2 separate regions of the Mus musculus genome follow, and region 1 is linked to region 2. The links are chromatin contacts, called in public promoter capture Hi-C maps. All regions are on one chromosome and are shown on one strand. Each heading gives the region's core, a stretch centred on a gene start, on an enhancer-like site or on the middle of the called end of the contact. The rest is flanking DNA. Distances are from core to core; before and after follow the strand shown.

Region 1 (7,549 bases), core at 2,199-4,698, 1.3 Mb before region 2:
ATGCAAATGTACATGATTTTATGAAAGGAAAAAAAATGACAGTGAACTGAACTCCAAGGCACACTTAAAACATTGAGGTCTGAATTAGTATCCATGTCGCTCCAAAGAGAGACACTAGGATGCTAAAGAGGTAAGAACACATGTATAAATGTACATAGCTTCACATATATGTGAGTATACACACACACACACACACACACACACACACACATTGATTGGCAAGCACAAAAATAGCTAAAGGATTTACCTCTGAACATCTACTCAAATGTGGGAAGCTATACGAAAGTAAAACACACTCTAAGAAAGAGAACAGGCTGCCTGGGAGAGGGAGGTGCCAGGGGCTTAGACAGGAAGGTAGTTTTCAAAAACTGAAAACTTAAGCTATCTGAATGAATGATACAAAATAAAAGAAGACACAAGAATTTCCAGTCACCTGAGATATCTCACACTCCTGTTCTTTCAACCTTCTAGCTGAAAGGAGAAAGAGCCATGAGAAACTGTTAAAGGTAAGAAAATGGCATGCATAAATACACCCACTTGATTGATAGGCACCCATATTTTATTAAGACTATATTCAGCTCTGGAAGTGTGGAAGTGGACTCATAACTCAAAAGGCTTTTCAAGAATAAACTGTTTCCAAGGGAGAGAGCCATTCTGATAGCAGTGAATGATGTGGAGTATGCCTCATCAGTGTGTTTTGTAAACAAACACTGGGCACACACCTATTTACAAAGCTCCTTAATGAAACCAGTCAACTAGAAGAAAATATCTCTTGTCTCCAGAATGGAGTGACTGTGAACCACCAGCTCTAACAACAGCACATTCTGAGCTTAGAAACAAAAGGAAGCAAAGATACGTACGGGATTAAGATCTTTCACAGTTTGGGATCCAGTGAGGCTATGCTTTAAGTGGGAGACTGATCCTAGATTCTTGAAATAAATACTTAGTGTGGGGACAAGGAAAAGATTTTATACAGATAAGTTTGTGGCAAAAATCAAGCGTAAGTCTTTAAATACAGCATTGTGACAGACTTTAAGGTTCTGTTCTATCCTTTACAAAGATGGAGGAGACCAGAATATGATAAAAAAATACTCAGGCATCTTTTCTCCCAGTGTCTATCTTTGTGTGTGTGTGTGTGTGTTATTAAACACATTTGACCATAGGCTGCAAAAGTGATGTGTTAAATTCTTTTCTCACACATTGAACACTGAAGCTGGCCACTCTAAAATATTTCAGGTTAAGACAGGGCAACTCAAAGGAGCGACATTCTGAAGTATTGGGGGATAAGCAGCCCATAAATCCAATCTATTCACTGATGACTTTGCTCTCAGACACCTTAGACCCCATGGCAAATTCCTAAAAGATGGATTTTAGGTAGAAGAGGTGAAAGGGAACTTGATCTAATTTCCTGAAACTACTGCCATAGAAGTGGAGATCCAGATAACTGTGCAAAGTAACCCAGTGAAGTAGTGCGACATACCCTTGTGTTTGTGCTCATTTGAATGGTTGCTGATAAATGCATCACTCTTAAGTGTGTTCAGAGCTATGCAGGAACCGAGAAGCTTATTTAGGGAAGCGTTTTCTTTCCTCTTGAATTTCATCCTTATAGGACAGCACACTGGGTGAGAGGAGAGAGTGCTGCTTATCAAGCTGGAGAGAGAATAGCCTATGCTGAGTTGTTTCCAGTCATTTCCAAATTTTGTGATAAAATGTCAACAGTTAAGAACACTGTGTGCTCTTCCAGAGGACTGAGGGTTCAATTCCCAGCATCCACATGTCCACTGACAACGGTCTGTAAGTCTATTCCCTGGAGATCTGACACCCTCTTGTGGCCTTGAAAGGGACCAGGAACACATGCAACATACTTGCACACACGCAGGCAAAACACCAACACACACACACACACACACACACACACACAAACACACACACACTAAATATATATTTTTTTAAATAAAAGTTGAGGATTTGAGAAGCTGGGTCAAAGTAACTGCTTCCAAGTGTCCTGTCAGAAGTTTGCACCCTGTGGGCAAGTCTCATGGCTCAATTTTCTTATCAAGGAAACGGCACCAGTAACTTCAACTCTGGCTCACTTAGTCGTTCTCAGGGACCCCAATTCCTAGAACAGAAATATCACAGCCAAATAGTGGAGTGATTAATAAACATGGCTATTAAAGCCCCCATTACTTCTATATGATTCTTCAGTTCAAATTTCTGAGCCCATGCAGAAACTGAAGGAACAAAAGGGAGAATTGAAATAGTACAAAATGTTATTAAGGAGCCTGGGCTGGGCATGTGTTTGTAATCCTAGCTCTTAGGTGGTGGAGGCAGAGGGATTGGGAATTCTAGGTCAGCCTTACTAGGATGAGTTCCAGGTTGGCCTGGGCTACAACCCAATCTCAAAAATAAAACCAACCAACAGCCACTAAAAAGCTACAGTAACAACGTGCCTAGTAACACATTTAAAGAGACGTCTATATTGCCACGTCTAATATTATAGATTCTTATCTTTTGCTCAAAGAAGACATACATTATTTCCCTATATTGCCAAGTCTAACATTATAGATTCTTATCTTCTGTTCAAAGAGGAAATACATTATTCCCAATAGCAGTGAATGTATGGCAGACGATTTCACTAGATTAAAATTGGTAGCACCTAATGTTTTTAATGAGTGATATAGTAAGTAGTTCTCCAACTCAGGGCATTTGAAGTTTAATTCAGACCTTGGGAAACAAAGGAGGGGTAAAGATTAAGAACAAAACAAACTAGTGGTAAACATTCGATTTCTGAAGAAGAAAGCTCCCAATTTTTTGAGTATTGCAAAGTATCACATATGTTTGTGAAATCTGTTGGGAAAAAAATAAAGTAAAGGAAAAAAAACAGCTGTGTGGAAAGGTAAAGGCAATGGGAAATACTAAACTTACTCCTTAAACTGAGCATGCGTTTCAATTTCTGGGGACGTCTGCCTTCAGAGCAGGGCTAGGATTTAAATTTTGGGAAAAGGGCAGAGGTTTGTCTTCTTGTTTTTTTTTTTTTTTTAAAGGCTGAAGTGTTTTTTCAGAAGCAGCAGTCTCATCCTGGCACTCAGGAGGAAAGTAGAAGGTACCTTCAGTTCCCCATCAAATTCTTCTGGAGAAAGGCTAATTGGTGAGGTGGGAATCGACTCCATTGTTCCCGAGAGGACACCTTGGGTGTGAACAGCAAGGGCAGGCCATATCGCTCACCCTAGGTGCTCTTCAGTTTAGACCATCCCTCTGGGAAAGCCGGGTGAGCATTATTTTTCTTACACGAAGCTCTCTGCATGCCGTCAGTACTCTTTAGGACCTCAGGGAAACCCGAGCGTTTCTGGCTTTAGGACCCAGGAACTCTGAGGCAGCCTGGCTTTAGATGTCTTGGACCACAGCACCACCTACTTATAGAAGCATCCCGAGCCTTAGCTTGTCTGCATCTCCATCGGAAAGTGCGCTGGCTACATCCCTTCGGCCTCCGGGCAGTGTTCTGTCTCCCTTAGCTCAGGCAGCGAGAAACTTCAGCTGCGAAGTGGTGGTGGAGAGAGCCCTGGGAGCAGCGACTGGACCCGGACACCAAGAAGAGAGTGGACGCGCCCCTCGACTAGGAATCGCTCTCGCAGGCGGAGACCCAGCATCTCAGCGCCTGCGGTCGCGCTTGCCCGGCCGCGCGCTTTTGCTAGGCGCCGCCAGCCCCGAGGACCCTCGGGGTCCGCGGACCCTTCTGCAGCCGGCGGAATCCTAAAGCTGCCAAGAGCTCCCGGCGGGTGTCCGCAAACTTTTTCCGAGCCCACGTGCTGACCAAACAGCCCGGCTCGCTTCCAGAGCCTGGCATGGAGCGCCGCGCCTAGGCACGCCGTGCAGCCCGAGAGACGCGAGCGCACGGTAGGCGATCTACACCTGGTGCTGGGGCGCTGGGATAGCCCATCCGGGGAGCGAAAGGCTTCAGAGCGCCCCTTGAAAGCCCTGCGCTCGGCTGCTTCTAGAGCGCCTTTCCTTCTGCAGAGCTCGCACAACGCCCTTTCTCCAGGGTCAGAAGGCAGTGCTCCGCAGAGGTTGCTAATTCACTGATTGTAATCACCTTCCTCTCCAAGTCTCCTGCAGCTGTGCCATCTGCGTTAAACTGCTGCGTGGATCGTGCCAGTGAGTTCGCGTCCTCCCTCCCTCCTTTCTTTAAACTAAGAGGCGCGAAGGTGCAGGTACCTCCTCCGGGTTCTCTCAGTCCTCCACCCACCCAGCTTCTCTTTTCCTCCTCTCCCAGGTTCACCGTGGAGGGAGAGATGCTCATCGAGCCAAATTGATCATTGCAGCCGCAGGGCAGTGACATCTGTCTCTAAGTCCTCCCTAGGAGCGCGACCCGCACTGTCTCCTTCCAGGAGCCCGTCATTTCCTCGACTTTTGAGAGGTGTCTCTCCCCAGCCCGACCGTCCAGATGCGTTTTTGCCTCTTCTCATTTGCCCTCATCATTCTGAACTGTATGGATTACAGCCAGTGCCAAGGCAACCGATGGAGACGCAATAAGCGAGGTGGGTCGCGCTCGGCTGAAGGTGCGTGGAGTTCCTGAGTGGGTGGGAGTGCTTATTCACATTTAGGCTTTAGGGACTCGAGGGACAGGACTGTGCTCTGCACCCCAGTTTTTGTGTGGGCTACCACTGACCATTCTCAGGGTCACAGAACTCCACAGAAAGCTTCCTTCTGTCCCTAGTGGGTGCGATGGGACCTTAGAAGCATTGGGAGCTTGATGTGCTGGGCTTCCCTCCCGCAAGCGCCCAGGGATTTATCATGTGGTTCACAGTCTGTGCCACCTCTCCTGAACTCTTCTTTGGATCACATTTCTTATGTGGCACCATTTTTCTAGTTTTCTCCTTTTGTCTTCTTAATCATCTTCCTTGAAGTCCAAGTGTCTTTAATTTCCCGACCCACGTGTGCCCTAAATCCTGCTCCAGATAATTTTAGACATGGTCTGGCGTGTGTGTGTGTGTGTGTGTGTGTGTGTGGAGGGGGTGTTGTTGGGGAGAAATGTCAAGTTGCATGGGAGAACCTGAGTTGCGGAGAAAAAAAAAAGCTACACTGTTCCACTTTTCCGGAACCCTAGCAGAGATGGGAATTTAATGAATTAAGTAGCGACTCCTACTCTGGCTTTCTCAGGGAGTTCTCCCCTACAGCGTGAATGTTTGTTACAAATAAGCCCACATTGCCCTGTTTGTTTTCTCAAAAGCGGCAGTTTCTGGGAAGGGTTTTGTACTCAATGAGATTCATGTGAGTCTTTTTAAATGCTAGCTTCTCCATCCATCACTTGTGTGAAGGGTGAAGGCAGATGGAAGCCTCCAGAAAGATTTCAGAGAATTCAACTTTAGTGTGCACATATTTCTGGACTCCTGTCTTCCAGTCTTACTGGGGAGGGGCAGCTAAACCAAGGGCATTTTTTGAGCCAGACACAATGAAGTTTTCTGTAGCGACGTAAACACGTACAGCATCACACAGACATAGCGTTGAAGTACTAGCACAGGGCCCTTTGTTAGCACCTGAGGAGAGTCAGTTGTCTGACCACCAATTTGGTCTTTTTACACTGATAGAGTTTGTCATGAGGCTTGGAGACCTTGGCTTTGTTTTTCCAGGCTATAAACGACTCTGATGGGATAAAGACTCTGGCCCTGAAGCTAGTTTTGGAGGGATCAGTGCTGTTGTTGACATTTTGAGGGGGCATTAAGCTTTCCTCATGAGCTGAAGAGCTTGGCCTATTCCAGAGCAAAACTTCACGTCATCCATGGTGTGTGACAATCAACGAACTAGTGTTTTTTAATTTGCTACATGTCTCTGGCTTATTATAAAGAACACATATATCCACCCCAGTCTTTTTTTTTTTTCTGCATCATTTCTGACATTTGAGGAATGTTTCTTTATTTCAGAGGTTACTACATATAAAACATCATGGAGAAAGTCCTCTTCAAAAGCTGGGAGAGTTTGATGTTGCTACCCAACTTTGAAAAGTGACTCTTTATCTCTTCTCACCTCTTCCAACAGGACCCTTTCTCCATGCCATTATGTTTTCAGGTGTTGTTTGGCAGATGTGGCAATACTTATATCATTATTACTATTATTATTATTATTATTATTATTATTATTATTATTATTATTATATTGTGGTCTGCAGTGTTTGGAGAAGCTATGTCTGCTTTAAAAAAAAACTGGAACTGAAATCAATTTTGTTGAAAATACAAAAGCTCATAAAGTTTGCAAAATACAGAAGTACCTAAAACTCCTTAGCACATTCCTGACTATTACATGACTTGGACTTCTGATTCCCACTGCTGGCCCCTGTGCTTGCGTGCAGAAGAATTAGGGGCATTGTCTGAGATACAGTGTGGAGATGCTGCTGAGTGGAGAATGGTATCACAGCACTCCTGCGGCCAGGAGCGATACTGCATGCCTTTATTTCTCCTGTAGGGCCATCTCCCAGGCTCTGTGCCTGTGCTTTCCTTCTTGCGTGTCTGAATCACATCCTATTTTGTTTTCAGAGCTTGCTTTCGAAAAAAATCTCTTGCAGCTATTGCCATCTATAGTCCCAAGCTCTGACATTTAAAAACCCACTTAGAAAGTGTGCAGGGGTAATGTGTGCCAGAGCAACCTTGTCATTTCCTAAAGTTTGAAGGCTTTCATGTACATGTCAATGGGTATGGCTGTTTCAAAAAGTGTCTATCAAAGTATGTTTCTGGCTTTCTCTCCCTCAACAGATGTCTCTTCCTGAATCCCAAGTTTATGCCTGAAATAACTACAGTTTTTAAAGTGACCATACTATCTGTGCCAACAAAGGGTGCACTGTGTTTTTAATTAAAAGTGGAACTACTTAAAGGACTGGCTAGACAGCGCAGGGTCATAGTAGCTTTTCTGCCCTGCAAGGAAGCTTAAGGGACTGTATTGTGAGCATATTGAAATGAATAGAGATCTAACTCAAGTTGTGTGAATTGTCCCTCCTCACAAACTTAAGCTGCTTTTAATTGATCTCATGTCCACTGATTGATCCTATACCAATTGTTGTGCATACCAAACAATTGGCTTTTCCAAAGGAGATTGATTTAAATTAAGGTTTGGTGTTTTTTCTTTCTTTCTTTCTTTTTTTCTTTTTCTTTCTTTCTTTTTTTTTTTTTTTTTTTTTTTTTTTTTTTTGTGAATGCCTGTCTACCAGCCAAATCGTGTCAATACTGACAGTTGACATGTTAGAGCCTATTGTGGTATCAACATTTCCCCTTGCTCCTTTGTTTTGTATAGTGGCAGTTAAATATTACCTTCTAGGAAAAAAGTGATTACTACTTTAAAAAAAAAAAGGTGCTGTAGCATAAAAGATGAGTTATTTCCTTGGCTTTGTGCTCTGATGCAGGCAGGCAGCAATGGCACCAGGATTGGTTAGGCTTGCCCCTGGGACCTGATTTTCTTTTTTTCTTTTCTTTTTTTTTTTTATTCCATCTGCAAATAATCAAACCTTCACTGTGGCATATTCTCAGAACTTCTTTGGCATTATGTTTAGTCTGCTCCATGATCT
Region 2 (7,128 bases), core at 4,460-6,959:
ATGTGGTACATGTCCCCAGCTGATACATCTACAGTGCAACTCCTGCAGCTAAAAAGCTCAGGGCACATTGCAGAAGGCATTGTGGGAAGATTGAAAGCCAGAGAGGACCAGGATGTCTTTTCAAGACAGTGCCTTCTAAAAACAAAAATAAAAACATGCAAACAAAGGAAGGACACAAAGTACAGAAGTAAATGGAGGAAGAGGAAGGAATGAACATTTGGGTGATAGAGGAGTTGGTGGGAGAAGGGAGGATTGGATATGATCAAAATTCATATTATGAAAAATTAAGCATTAAAAGAATATAATATAAAAAGGAACTAATAAAATATTGTTATTAATTTTAAAATTAAAATGCAATTAACAGCATTTCCTTTTCTTCCCACCAAGCATTCACGTGTAGCCCTTCACAGACAAACACACACACACACACACACACACACACACACACACACACACACACAATTTCCTAAATATGTAAATACAATCTGCTCAATATGTATAATGTTACTTGTATGTGATTGCAAAGAAATACAGCCAATTTTTAAAAAGAAAACATATTGATTTGTTTAGATGATGTTGACAATAGAAAGAAGTAACTGAGAAGAAAGGTAGAACAAAGATGTCTTCTGTGTCTTCATGGGGATGAGGATGCAGAGAGAGAGGGGCTGCCCTTCCTTGGAGCACTGCCTACTCATCTATAGCTTCTACAGTGAAGGTGTGGCTATGGAAGTGAGTGCAGACAAGTAAACAGCCTAAGAGTAGGCATCCTGGGATGCACTAGTGTCTAAATGAAATGGATAGCAAGCCTAGTAGTTGGAACTGAGGATAGGAGAAGAAATAATAGAAGTTTAGGGAAACAGTAGTCAATGAGATAGCAGGAAAATGAAAAAAATAGGAATACAGAAGATAACTGAATAACATATGAGGTTGGTGATCAAAATTTGAACAATATTCTAATACATTTCTCAGTGTTTCCCTAGTCACATTCAGTTGTTGTCCATGGGCAAAAAGAACATCCCATATTTGAAGAGTTACACTGTGAGACTCGAGGAGCAAAGAGGTTAGGCATTGATATGGTAGTTGTGGAGTTGGCTTAGCCTATTCTACGGAATTGAGATACTCATCTGAATTAAAGAAGCATGCGCTTCACTGGAGATGAGCTAACCCAATTTAGTGTTACAAACATAGAAGCACTGAGCAACTGTTAGTCAAAGACAAGCAAATTTGAGCCATAATTACAAGACTACCATCCCAAGTTCTGTTTTTTCCATGTTAAATCAGCATAACAGATGATTTTTGCATTCGCTTTTGTGTTGTCCTGAATGTAATTAATGTATTAATGGCACCACTAAGGAAAATATTGTGGAAGCTCCAAAAATAAAAACAAAAAATGGTACTCCTATATGGCCTAGAAATCCTGGGTATATACCCAAGGCAGATAAAATCTTATTACAATATCTGCATTCTTAAGAATAAGAGACTTTGAGATGCTCGTCCCTAAATGGGATACCTATTCTTTCTTGCTCACAGGCTCAGGGGTCGCTGCAGAAGATGGGCTTGGAAGACCATAAGAGCCAGAGGTGCTTGGTGATCTCAGGGAAACCATTTTCCAGATACAGCAGGGCAGATGCATTTATGAACTCACAAGGACCATGATACACAAGCCGCATAAGACCTGCTCAAGCCAGACAAATTCCCAGCATGGAAGACAAGTGGGGTGAACATGAAATTCCACCTCTAGCCAAGGACTTACTGGCATCAGATTGTGGCTGGGTCAGGAAAAGTCAGTTTTCTTCAACAGAGTCATACTTGGTCACACTCCAAACCAGGTTCCAGGCCCAGGAGTAGTCAGCCAATACAAACTGGAACTTAGGTTTGTTTTTCTTGTTTGTTTGTTTGTTTTTGTTTGTTTTTGTTTTTTGTTTTGTTTTGTTTTGGGTTTTTAAATGGAGAGAACCTGAAGGGAGGTCGGAGAAGATATGGAAAGAATTGGTGTTTGAGAATAATATGATAAAATATATTCTATGTAATTCTCACAAAATAATCTAGGGTCTGGAGAGATAGCTCAGTGGATAAGAGCACTTGACTGCTCTTTAAAAGGACCCTGGTTCAATTCCGGGCACCACATGGCAGCTCACAACTTCTGTAACTCCAGTTCCAGGGTTCTAACATTCTCACACAGACATATATACATTTTGATAAAACAAAAATAATTCATCTTTTTTGGAAAAGGTATCTGAACTCTGATATTCATTGCAGTATTATTCACAAGAGCCAAGATATACAAACAACTTCATTATCTCCCCCATGCAGTGAGCCTTAAAAACAGCAAGACCCTGTCACTTGATCCAGCATAGATGAATATAGAAGACATGCTTCGCCAAACGCACGCACTAAAATATATAGCACTTAATTTGAATGACACATTGGATAATAAGAACAAAACAATGTCAAACTGAAAATAACAGTATTTAGCAGTGGCAGAGGAAGTATTGGAGAAACATATAGGAAAACCCAGGCTAAAATTACCCAGTAGCAGGTATGGAGGATGAGTAACGTGCACGATTAATGTATTAGGTTGGAAGTATAGTTAATAGAGTTGCTCTATGGATTTTTAAAATCAATTTTATCTGCTGTATAAGATGATTAATATGTTATTTTTCTTCACTATCCTTACCATCTTACTGTCTGAAAATACCCTATAATTTGCTATGAACCTATAAATCAAATAAATATAAAAATGAGCTTTTGAAATTGCTTTATATATACAAGACCTATAAAGATGTATAAAATATCTTTGGTGTAGTGACCTCATACAGCTGACTGTGAAAAATGGCTGCACTTGATTTAGAAGGGTAATATGTGTAAATATCTCTTTGCTTTTTCTGTTACCATACATGTGATCATATAGGAATAAATCAATATTGATTTGTTTTTATGTGTTTAAGTGTTTTGCCTGCAATTAACTGTTTACTATATGCAGGTTTGGTGCCTGTGGAGGCCAGAAGGCACTGAATATTCTGGAACTGGAGACAGTTGTAACCTGCTCTATGTGTGCTAGCAACTAGCTCAGGGTTCTCTGCAAGAGCAGCCAGTGCTCTAAGCATTGAGGCATCTGTGCTTCCTCCTACTGCAAGTCTCTCAACTAGTCTTTACTTCTGGCCTCCATCTCAACCAACAGTTTTAAATGTTACTTCACAAGCCTTTCACTGTGAACTAGTATTGATACAAATCATTGTCATTTCTTATTATTTTCATTTTTTTGTACCACATAATTAATGGGAGAATATATAATTCTAGGAGCTTGGACCTTGATAGAGAATATGAAGCTAACATTTTTTTAAAGCAATCAAAAGATTGTTACTTAAGGGTAGGAATGTCTGACAGGAAGAGGAAAAGTGTCGTAAACTCCTCTGTAAATGCCTGAGGGGCTGCAGTTGCCATCAAAGCCAAATGTCAAAGGGACAGACAGACCTTGAGGAGCTCCTCCCTGGCCCTGAAAGACCGTCTGCTGACAGTCTCAAGCCTCAGGCAGCCAACTGCAATGCTTGCTAATTGATGAAGCCCTGGTAACATGTCTGTCTGTAGTTCTGCTCTGTCAGGGTGGAAGCTGAACAACACTGAGCTGGAAAGTGGAACAGTCTCCAAGGAGGAAAAGGACCTGATCCCGGGCTGAGCGGCTGAGAGTGTCAGAGGGACCTGTCCTAACCATGACCTTCCGGGGGATGAGTGGAATCCAACTAGAACCCAGCCGTGTTTAATGAGTCTACATTTTTGGAAGGAAGACCAGGAATTATAAGCTGAGATTTATTTATTTTTATTAATCCTTGGTCCTTGTGATTCCATTTCCCACTTAAGAGGGATCCTGTCTCTGTACCATTGTTATCACATGCTGGTGAACTCAGAGAACACACCTAACAGATTTCTAGATAGAGTTTTAAAACATTTTCCAAATTGTCTAACTCCCCGGGCATGATGAAAAAAAATGACACTACACTTCTTTTTTGAAGTGAATGTGTCTATCAGAAGAAATTAACTTTTATATTTTTCATACTCTTCACAGGTAACAGTTCCCAACGTATGGTATGTCAAACTTGTAGAAATGGACAGAGTTTAAAGTCTAAAGCAGTGGCAAAAGAAAAACAAAGGTCTATTTGTCTTCAAGACATCATTCAATGCCCAGTCCTGCACATTTTTATCTGGTCTAATACACTGAATAGATGCTGTTTCTCTGTCACATGACTTCTCTTTTCAGTTCTATTAAAAATACTTATTTACTTGATGTCTGAATGTTCAAACAAATGTCATTGCCTGCTACCAAAGTTTTTATTATTAAAAACAAAGAGGAATATCTGTCTTCAGGACTGACCATCTGGTATTGGACAACCAATGGCTGAGCTTGTCCTTGGGGAAGACTATCTCTCCTGCTCCCAGTAGTCCTTAGTTTCCTGTAGTGTTTTGTATATGATCAGAGCCTCATCTAAATAACATTATATAGACTAGAGGGTTGCACTTATTTATTTAGCAAACACACAACAACAACAACAACAACAACAACAACAACAACTGATGAAAAAAGAAGCCATAAACTTGAAGGAGAGCATGTAGAGATATGGGAGGTTTGTAGGGAGAGAAGAAAATGAGTGATTATGTTACAACCTCAACGATAAAAGATAAAACTGAACTAAACTAATAGTTAATTGTTAAAATCCAGACAAGGTGGGAGCCAGATTGGTGGTGCATGCCTTTAAGTCTAGCACACAGTGGGCAGAAGCAGGTGGATCTCTGGGAAGTTGAAGAAAACTTGTTCTACATAGCAAGTTCCAGGCCAGGTAGGGGTACATAAGGAGACTTTGTCTAAAATAAAATAAAATAAAATAAAATAAAATAAAATAAAATAAAATTCAATAGTGCATGCTTCAGATAACAGCCATTATTTTGTCATTATATGGATTTAACCATTTTGATATTTTAAGAGATTATTTTAGTCATAATTTCTAAAATACATAAAAGTAAAATTTAATTTTATGTCATTAGAAGAGTTTACTGTCTTAATATTAATATATATATCATGCTAATGTATATTAATAGGATGTCAACAATAGTAAGCCTTTCAACATTTAGACCTCATTTTCCTCTGGGTGTCAATACTTCCATCTGGAAAATGAAGATCTGAGCAGACAGTCTTCTATAATTTGTTTCTAATTGTTATAGATTAAAAGGAAGCTCCAGCTTCGAACCTCTCATGATTTTAATCTCATATATTATTATCTGCAGGGAGTAAGATACCTTTTCACTCTGCTATTAAAGGAGACCAAATAACAGCTGTATTGAGGGCTACCGAGATTTAACTGAGACAACAAGCCCTGAACAGTCTAGGACAATCTGAGCACTAACTGTACACTCCTCTAAATGGTTGGATCATATTTTAAGGTCAAGGAAAACATAAAGCTGAGCACATGATTCAATCTAGTGCTTTCCACTCTGGCACTTGGAGGAGAGAGGAGGGAACATATCCGTGTCCTTTGCCACCAGAAATGTCCCTCTGCTGTGATGAAATGGGACTTGTCAGGGTTTAAAAACAGAACACCGTCAGGGCCATGGCACCACATCTTGGCAAGAAATACTTTGCATAGTTTCCACCGTCACAGGCTCTCCTTCCCACTCACACCCTGCTTCTATTTAAATCCCAGGCATCTCTCTCAACCACATTCCCCTTTAGCTGGTGCCCAGGCTGTCAGCAGAGAAGAAACAGGTAGCATGGCTCCAGGAGAAAGGGAAAGGGAGGCGGGGCCGGCCAAGAGTGCCCTCCGGAAGGTCCGCACAGCAACCCTGGTTATCAATTTGGCCCGAGGTTGGCAGCAGTGGGCGAATGAGAACAGTACCAAACAGGCCCAGGAGCCTGCAGGCTGGCTGCCGGGAGCAACTCATGACCTACCTAACGCTCCTAAAGAAGCCGGTCCTTACCAGCATGCCCCCAAAACTCTGTCTCCAAAGCCAGATCGAGACGGAGAGGGACAACACTCAGAAGAAGCCACCGAGGTCTCCCACATTAAAAGGAAAGAGGTGACCAGAACGGTTGTCAGCAAGGCTTATGAGAGGGGAGGAGATGTGAACTACCTGAGCCACAGGTATGAGAATGATGGCGGCGTGTCTGAAGCTATTCAGCCAGAGAATGACATTGACAGAATCCTTCTTAGTCACGACTCGCCAACACGGAGAAGAAAATGCACCAACCTGGTGTCTGAGCTGACCAAAGGCTGGAAAGTGATGGAACAGGAAGAGCCCACGTGGAAGAGTGACAGCGTAGACACAGAGGACAGTGGCTACGGAGGGGATATGGAGGAGAGGCCTGAGCAAGATGCAGCGCCTGTGGCTCCTGCCAGGATCAAACGCCCCTTGCTCTCCCAGTAAGTGAATACATCCTTCTACTCCTTATGCCTCAATCACAAGGAGTTCCAACTAATACTAAAAGTATAGAGGGCAGACGATAAATTGCCAGTTAGAGTGGGTTCTTTTGGGTAGCACATCCCTGACCTGAAAGAACAGTGCTAACTAACTTCGGCTGTGGCTCTTCTGGTCCATGCCATCACTGATTTACCTACAAGTGGGAATTGCTGTCAGCACTCTTCTCAGGCTTCCTGAATTAGACTTGTACATGGACCACCTTCTTGGTGTAGTAGAAATGCATATAAGCTTAGAAAATGAGACACTGAGACACTAAGACACACGAAAGTCACATGAACACCGAGGCAGCTGGAAAGGTTTCCGGAACTAGAGCTTGTTTTATAATCCCCATGCTACTCGAATTCCCTTAGCATAAAGCAAGATGTCAGTTTTATTGATCTTGGTAACCTCTAAAGTGCAGGGCTTAAGGGGCTTTAAAACAAAGAGAAAAAAATAAAAAACAAAAAAACATGGCCTTTTACTTTTCTGTGTGTGTGCACATGAGTGTGTGTATGCATTTGTGCATGCACGTGTACATTCTGTCATTCACCTCTCATATACAAGACAAGTATCTCACTAAACCTGAGGTTTGCCATTTTGCCTCACCTGGCTGACCAGGATGTCTGTCTGCTTTTCAGTGCTGGGCTTCTATAAACGTTGGCCATATTTTTATTTTTATTT

The links. Promoter capture Hi-C pulls out the DNA fragments that hold promoters and counts their contacts.
Region 1: a promoter capture Hi-C map of hippocampal neurons shows a contact between it and region 2, with 2.3 times the contacts expected there. The contact joins the promoter of Rspo2 here to the promoter of Abra in region 2. A contact is called at or near these places in 2 of 39 promoter capture datasets (the C10 cell line and hippocampal neurons).

Annotation. Positions count from the first base shown.
Region 1 is chr15:43,166,717-43,174,265 of GRCm38.p6, reverse strand. Rspo2 (R-spondin 2) reads left to right here and starts at 3,448. Exons shown (of 6, transcript NM_001357956.1): 1 at 3,448-3,894; 2 at 4,271-4,535. The coding sequence starts at 4,442.
Region 2 is chr15:41,868,301-41,875,428 of GRCm38.p6, reverse strand. It overlaps Abra (actin-binding Rho activating protein), which reads left to right and starts at 5,709. Exons shown (of 2, transcript NM_175456.4): 1 at 5,709-6,410. The coding sequence starts at 5,761.